Regions from separate parts of the Gossypium hirsutum genome. Here all the other regions are linked to region 3. The links are chromatin contacts, called in public Hi-C maps. All regions are on one chromosome and are shown on one strand. The core of a region is the stretch at or near the end of the contact, and the rest is flanking DNA. Distances in the headings are between cores, read along the strand shown. Region 1 has its middle 11 kb from the start of LOC107897926. Region 2 holds the start of LOC107912481 (actin-related protein 2/3 complex subunit 3). Region 3 holds the start of LOC107912578 (protein S-acyltransferase 24).

Region 1 (2,813 bases), core at 270-2,769, 710 kb after region 3:
ACGAATATTGACACTTTACATACATGATTTAATTGGCATAACTAACAAATTATATGCATTATATAGATGTCAAACTTATAACAAAATTTTCTAATTTGGTTACATAACTAACAAATTATATGCATTATATAGATGTCAAACTTAAAATAAATATCATATACATGCCGCAAGTAACAATTATCAATTAATAAATTCTTAATAATAATAATGAAAAAGAAAATTAAAAAATTTATCCCACAAAGTGTATTTTTTTTCTCTTTAATCCTTAGTAGTTTTCGAAGGTTTTTGTTGATTCAAAAATCATATAATTTTAAATCATCCATCATTCCCCCATAAAAAAATGAAAACATATATATCATGTTCATATACAAATAGTAATAAGAATCGTTAGAAAAAAAAAATACTCTTAGGATGTTTATCGATTTAATAAGCTTCAAATTAATATGAATCTCTAATTATATATATTCTTTAATCGACTATGCAAAATCAAATCCTTAAAATTGGATAAACAATTATGTTAGGATCTCTAGAATAATATGATTTCAAAAGTTTAAGATATACCTGATACAGAATTAGAGTTGGTCATTAAACTTGATGAAGAACACCCTATCAATTAATTTTTCTTTCTTGACCTCTTCTTTAATTATATAAACTCTAAGTAATTAAGACTATAATGTTTGATGCGTTTTGTGTGCGTAACCCTAATAATAGAGGGAAGATCAATTTATAATGATTTATCTTTTAATAATAATCGAATGAATAAATAAAATTTAACCACCTCAACAATAAAATTTGATTGGAAGTTTAAATAAAAGGAGGGGAGAAATAGAAAGGAAGATTTTAGGTGTTAGGATATTCCACCTTTTCTTTTCCTAATTAAGAAATAAAACAAAGATGAACTTCTGTTTCTTAGTTTGAACGCGAAAGGCCACAACTTCCTTCTATTTCAATTCCAATTAGAAATAAAAAAAAAAAGTTTTTAGCATGCGATGACAAATGACCTTTGAATCAAATAATGAAACATCTAGAAGATTTGGAAAAGTTGGGTTTATTTTTTAAAATTCCCATTCCCATTCCCATTCTCCAATTAAGTAAGAAAAGGAAGAAGATGACAAATTCATTAATTAACCACTTTTCTACTGTAATTTAGTCATTAAATTTTAAAAATAAATTCTTCTTACTCTTTTACATCGTGACTTAATTATTAGTAAAATCACTCAATTATAAAAAAATTATAAAATTGTAATCTAACTATTACTAAATTTCTTTTTTAGTCACTCAATTATAAAAAAATTATAAAGTGATTATTCAATTATTCAATTTTTTCTCTTTTTTATCACTAAAAATTACATCATGAGTAAATATTGAGAGTTGAAGTTATTAACATATCAATTTTGAAAACTACCACAGTTAATGAGCTGATGATAAAGAAAACTATAATCTATTCCTTGTGTAATGACTTGATTTTTGTCTGTATATGGCAATTAAGATGTGTTTCCCAAGCAAATGGTCCAATGGCCTCCACTTGCTTTGTGGTCCTTCGGCCGACTACAACAATAATTTGAGTTTGGGGATCTCTTTAGGTTGGCTCAGAGATACCCAAATTTATTATGCCATTTTCACATTGGACTGCCTGCCTTTTGCTTTTGAATATTTGACACCAAAATTTTAGTATATCTCTAACTTTTAGGGTTAGTAACATTTAATTCATGAATTTGGTAATTTATTTTTTAAATTTTATTTTAAATATTTTTATTCAAATTCATTTTTGAATTAAATTTAATTAAATAATTTAGTTTTTTAAACATAATTAAGAGGTGATAAATGCCATATTTTGAGATTATGTCACATCATCACTTGATTTTTTTTAGGAATCACATAATTTTTTAAAATTAAATAAAAGTTGAAAATTATAAAAAGAAATTATAAATGAATGATTGAATTTATATTTTAAAAATATAAAAATATTCAATATATATTTAAAAATTAAGAATTTTAAAAATAATTTAAAAATAAAAATAATTATTTTTGTGCACTTACGTGTGAATGGGAAAAGAAGAAAAAGATAGAATCCAAACTTAGAGACTAATCTAAACCAAAAATAAGTTGAAGGACTAAGTTGAATTTTTATCAAATTTAAAGACTAAATATTAGTTTATCAGATTTTAGAGTAATAAAATTTTGGGTATGGAAGCAATTTGTAACTTATAAATTAAAAATACCAATTATGAAACATGATTGAACAATATTTTTCTTGTTTTTTTTTTTTTTTTGAACACAGGAAAAGAAATACGTTTTAATTTATTTTATAATGAAACAAATAAAACTAAAAAAACTCGTTCGTAAATTAAGAAACGAAAAAATAACTATCGTCTTAAGTTTCAAAATGAAAACAATGAGGGCGAATGTTTTTAAGTCTTAGATTTATTATTTAACCTACCTCACTAAAATAAAAAGTATAAGCTTTCCTTTTACCATGCAAATAGAAGGAAATGACGAAAAAAATCTGAAAATCTTTACTTTTAAATTTAATTTCTTTTTTGAAAGCAAAAAAAAATGGAAGTAAATTTACAATTGGAAAAAAAAATTAGAGTTATTAAAATTAAGTAATTTGGGCATTTCATATTTGTTTTTCTTACCTTAAAAAATTGAAAAGCATTTGACTCAAAATTTTGAAACCTTTTTCTTGGTTGATTAATAACACTTAAAAAATTGCAAGCATATCACGGTAAAAATGAGGTAAATTCTATTTTATTTTTTAATCTATTTACACTTCTGTTTAATTTGCGAGTTTTTATTTTCTAGATCTGTTT
Region 2 (2,790 bases), core at 267-2,766, 520 kb before region 3:
CAATAACTGGAAAGTAGAAAGTACATTTTATTTGCATAATTCTCAATATTCCATGCAAAAACAAGTCGATCTATAGTTGCCCGAAGACAAGAAAAAGATTTAAGTACAAAGAGGCAGCTAGCTAACTAAAAGGGTTCAGTACAACTCACTACGATGCTTGGAACATGCTTCACAAGTACCCAATACTTCAGTAATCAATGTCACATATATGATATATCAAATGAAAAAGAAGATAGTAAGAGATTTACCTGCTTCCTTTTGAGACTGTGGGAGCACAAAGAGCCCCGGAAAAGGAAAACCAGATTCTCCAGGTACGGGAACTTTTTCCAAGCCTAAGTTAATGATTGCCTTGGTCCCTTCAGCCAAGGTCCTACAGCCCTCAAGCCTCTTCAAAGCCACATTTATGTAGAAAGTCAAATATATAAGGAGCTTATCTGCAGGGCTCTTAACATCAAAGTTTCTAAAGAACACATTGGCACGAAAGAATGTGATCGCTTCATCAACAATATCAGTTTTACCTGCAAAATACCATCTTGAATTACCAACTCAAAAATTAAGGAAGAATATAATATTGAGAACTACCTAATGAAGGTTATATAATCCAACCTTGATCTGAAACAGGAGCAGGACCCTTTATATGGCTTTTCAAAGGAAGTAAAGGGAAGCCACAAGCTTTAGTAATTCCTTCCTCACCAACAAAACTAGAGTGATAAACCTGGCATTTAATAACGAATTCTAAATGAATGAACCAAAAAATCATATTTAGAACTCTGGTGAACTACATGCACAATCTAGCAGTGGAAGGGGAGGTAAGAGATTAATTCAAATACCATTTTCCTTGATTTCTTTTCCCAAACAACCAAACGAGGCAATCAGATTTTCCCTCAAAAGAAAGAGGGCAACCAAATGTTTCTGCAAAGAACAACAGTAAAACACAAAATTACAATAAGTATGACTTTTTACACTAAAGTAAGAAATTCCCTATCCACAATATATAAGAATTAAAGAAAAAAACATATGAAATACTCAATTCAGATAGTTGCTTTACATGGAAGTGAGCAAGACCTGAGATCCGAAAAATATAACCTAAACCCATCAAATCACAGACGCCATTAAATGAAAAATCAAGGCAAACCCATTATAGTAAGAAGAAATTCATTCAATTCTGTATGAGCAAAGAGAAACGTTTAAGGGTAGATAAAAGGGGGGAGGGGGAATATAGCAACAAAAGTTCCTAACAAAAATTTTGTGGTTGATCTTGACCAATAGGGTGTTGATCAATACAATCATAAGTTGGAAACCGGGGGGCGGGGGGGGGGGGACAAAAGAAAAAGATGGAGCAACTTACTGCCAACAAATGCTTTTCATCTAAACGGGCGAGACCAAGTTTCAACAGCAATCTCTGGCTTTGCTTGATTTCTTTGAGCTAAAACCATTTAACTCTGTCTCTTGATCCTCTACTGCTACCATAAGAATTGAGATTGAAGATTAAACGACAAAGCCCAGGCGAAGATTGAAATACAAAAGGAATGGCCCATATGATCAAACAAAGAAGACATAAGGCCCACCTCTGTCATCAGTACACCACTTATAAGATTCCCAAAACTAGGGGCTTTGTAAAAATTGGGTCAAATCGGTTTCCTAATCTCAAATTATTGGTTTACAGTGGAGTTAATCGAATTTAAAATACCTATCATTTTAATATATTTTTAAAATCAAATTCAATAGACCTAAATATACATTTAAACACAAACCCAACTAAAAATTAAACCCAATAGACTTAAACTAAACCCAATTATACAAATTAAAATATTAATAAAAACTTTATTAGATAATATCCAAAAAAAAACCCCTAAACTATTATATCTTGTTTAAATAAGATCTTGTACTATTTTTTTTACTGAAATAAGTATCTATCCTATTATTTTTACTCATGAAAGTCCTTTATTTTAATATTAAATTAAAAAGGTATTTTTAAATTAAAAACTTAATTTATTAATGTGACTTTGATGAAAATAGTTTATTAATAAAAATAAAAAATATTTTTTGAAAGTAAAATAAAATAAAATTTTAAAATTTATTGAAAGTGCTTATATAAATATCATAATTAACCACTCTTTTGAAAAATCTATATATACATATCGCAATTAATACTTTTAAAAAAAAATCAATTTACTTGTTAAAGTTTTATGTTGATGTTAAAGTGTATATAATTTTTATTGCATCAACAAAAAATTAAATTAAGAGTTTGAAATTCAAAATACTTTTACTTTAACATTATAATCAATGACTTTTATATGTAAATATCAAAAGTTAAGGATTTATTTAACTATAAAAAAATAGTTTAAGGGTTTATTTAAACAAAATATATAATTTGAGGAGCCAAATTTATTTTTCATACATTTTCAAATTTCTTGTTTTTTTTTGAAAACTTAACCTCCTATTTTTTTGATAAAATATTTTAAAATGAAAAACTCTAACTTTTTTGAGATTTTTTAAATAGATATCTAAAATAAATATCAAATATAAAAACTTTCTAACATATAAATATAATCTATACAAAATAAAAATTTATATTCATCCTAAATAGTATTGACAACACAATAAGAAAAAGAGAAATAAAACCCTAACCTACGTCACATCTATTTAAATAACCCATTATCGCTTTAAAATAAAAAGAGAAAAAAAAGAAACATCATTCCAAAGCTAATCATGTCACATAGGATTTGCATTGAGAAATATGACTTTATTTTCTATCAATTCAATAGATTCCAATATTAAAGAATGGGA
Region 3 (2,773 bases), core at 273-2,772:
ATCAACTTGTCTATGAATATGCTTCTCAATGTAAGAATAAAAAATGTTCCTAACAAAAAAAAATTCAAAACTAATCTAACATTCTTAACATGGTCATCAATTATGCAACTATAGATTAAAATTTCATGAAAGTAAACAACAACAAATTTACCTAAATATTGTCTCAAAATGTGATTCATCACTTTCATGAAAACACTAGGTGCATCAGTTAAACCAAAAGGCATTACCAACCACTCATGAAGTCTATATTTGGTTTTAAAGTCCTTGTTCTATTTATCATCACCTTTCATTAGAATTTGATGATAACTCCTTTTGAGATAAATTTTAATTAATATGGATGCACCATGTGATTCATCAAGCATATCGTCAAGTCTAGGAATTGGATGCTTATATTTAATGGTAAGACTATTAATAGCTCTACAATCAACATACATTCTAAAACTACCAACTTTAGGCACTAAAATTATCGAAACCATGTAAGGACTAAGGGATTCTTGAATATGTCCCTTTTTCTATAGTTCTTGCGCTTACATTTGCAACTCCTTTATATATTTATGATTACTCTAATAAGCTAGTCGATTAAAAATTATGAAACTCAACAAAAAGTTGGTTTAATACTCAATGCCTCAAAAAATTAGTAAACTTGTAGGCATCTCATTTGGAAAACATCTTCAAATTTGTACAAACAAGAAACAAACATAGTAGGCAATTCTTGTCAAGGTTGGATGAACATAGTAGGCAAATTTTGTGAAGGTCAAACCAACCTAACAGTGAACTCGGATCAACCAAGAAACTACTGCTAAGAGTCCCAAGGGACCCACCGCATCAGTGATGCACAAAAGGCCAAGTCTGAGATAGTCTATCCTCTTCATCATCATCTCGGATTCTAATTTTACAAACACTATCACTATACTCTATCATGATAAGGCTGTTTGAGAATAGTTTCCCATAGATCTATTGGGTGGTACCCTTACCTTGTCAAATCTCATATATACACTAGAAATAACTAGAGATTGAAAACTAAAAACTAAAACTAAAACTAAAACTAAAACTGCTTTCAGAAAAGGGTTGAATGGACAAAATAAAAATCCACGAAAGTGTGGAGAAAAATTATGATAATGTGGACTGAGATTAAGAAAAATTAAAATAGAAGGTGTGACTCGCAGATAATACCAAAATTGACCCACTTCTGAAAAAAATTTTGATTTAAAAAAGTTGAATAACTAAAATATTATGAGATGAATTTTGTTATTGACGTCGTAGAAGGTTTTATTTATTTATAATAAATCCCTTCTTGTAATAAAACTTTCCAAAGCCTGTCTCCTAGATGATTTGGATGGTGGGTTTTTCTGTAAAATTATTTTTCAAGAAAATAACTTTTTAATATTTTAATGAAAATAAAGGTTTTTAAAAAATATAACACTAAGGAGTATAAATATAAATAAGAAATACAAAGTTGCGTTGATGAAAAATGAGTAAAATAAGAAATAAATACAAGTTGACAAAAGGAAAGGAACATGTTGAATGATGTAAATAGGTAAAGTTGACGGGGTCAATGAGCAAACATTAGAAAGAAAAGAGAGAAACAATCGGCAATGGATCTTCCTTCCCTTGTCTCTGAAATTGACTTTCATTCCTACGGATAATCGCTTTGGCTTTCGATTGGTTTCGGCCTCTTTAGTCAAAACGGAAAGGACGCCAAAGCGCAACCACATTCCTCCCCCCCTTCCCCTTCTCCTTCTTTCCTCGAAAAACCCTAACCGGCCCCACCATTTTTCATTTTTTTTTCCAATTTAAGAGAAAACTAAAAAAAATTATTCAGAAACAAAGTCAACCGGAGATAATTGGAAAGGAGATTTCGATTTTTCCTTCTTAGGACTGTTTTGGTTGTTGGGTTTTTTTGGAGAGATGTCGTCGGAGATCGAGGTTGTTGAAGACGTTCAACCCTTGAAGCAATCGGATGGCGTTGTGGCGAATGGAAATGGATATTATGGGGGAGGGAACAATGGGGTTGTTGGTGGTTTCGTTGATGATGAGAGCTTGAGGAATGATGTCTACACGGTTGCTGCTTATGGGGATTTGGAGAAGCTCCAAAGGTTGGTTGAGTACGAGGGTCGCTCTCTTTCCGAGCCTGATGGCCTTGGTTACTATGCCCTCCAATGGGCTGCTTTGAATAATAGAACAGCTGCTGCTCAGTACATCATCGAGGTCTTTTATCCTTCTTTTTATGGTTGTTTTGATGGATTTTCTGAATTGCCTTTTATTGTCAGAGTTTGGAGTTGATTGTATTTATTATTCAACTGGGTTTATTGGGTATCTGGTTTATGGATTCCTTATCTTTAAAAAGTTTGCTTGATCAGGCTTTTAATGGGTTTACTGAAATGGTTTTTGGGAATCCATGCTTTTGAGCTGTGTCATGTTGGTATTGAAGTTTTCATTAGATTAAATTCGGTTGAAGTGACTGGTTTTTGGGTTTTCTTTATTTGCTAGCATGGTGGAGATATACATGCAGCAGATCACAATGGGCAGACAGCCTTGCATTGGAGTGCAGTCCGAGGTGCGATACAAGTTGCTGATATTTTACTCCAAGAGGGTGCTCGGGTGCATGCTGCTGACATCTATGGCTACCAGGTGAAATTATATGGTTCTTGTCAAATGGATTTGGGAATGTGATCAGTGATGTAAATAAATGTCTAAACAGTGCTGGCTGTTTAGACATTCTTCTCTGCTTGAAGTTGGTTTTATACCAGCATAAGCATCATTTATATATGTT

What was found. Hi-C and Micro-C count contacts between places; a contact is called where the count stands out from the background.
Region 1: a contact with region 3 is called in a Hi-C map of leaf, with 1.6 times the contacts expected there. The contact joins the enhancer-like site here to the promoter of LOC107912578 in region 3. A contact is called at or near these places in 2 of 34 Hi-C or Micro-C datasets (both in leaf).
Region 2: a Hi-C map of leaf shows a contact between it and region 3, with 2.4 times the contacts expected there. The contact joins the promoter of LOC107912481 here to the promoter of LOC107912578 in region 3. A contact is called at or near these places in 4 of 34 Hi-C or Micro-C datasets (hypocotyl and leaf).

The regions. Positions count from the first base shown.
Region 1 is chrD08:24,987,957-24,990,769 of Gossypium_hirsutum_v2.1, forward strand. No RefSeq gene overlaps it. Among protein-coding and RNA genes, the nearest start is that of LOC107897926, 11 kb to the right of the region's middle. Within about 2 kb of position 1,520, at least 2 of the 9 cell types and tissues checked have an H3K27ac peak or open chromatin away from gene starts, as enhancers often do. A contact at or near this core is called in leaf, where this site is marked.
Region 2 is chrD08:23,756,172-23,758,961 of Gossypium_hirsutum_v2.1, forward strand. LOC107912481 (actin-related protein 2/3 complex subunit 3) reads right to left here and starts at 1,517. Exons shown (of 8, transcript XR_005917237.1): 1 at 1,349-1,517; 2 at 831-912; 3 at 607-715; 4 at 249-518.
Region 3 is chrD08:24,280,535-24,283,307 of Gossypium_hirsutum_v2.1, forward strand. It overlaps LOC107912578 (protein S-acyltransferase 24), which reads left to right and starts at 1,523. Exons shown (of 13, transcript XM_016840823.2): 1 at 1,523-2,208; 2 at 2,491-2,631. The coding sequence starts at 1,909.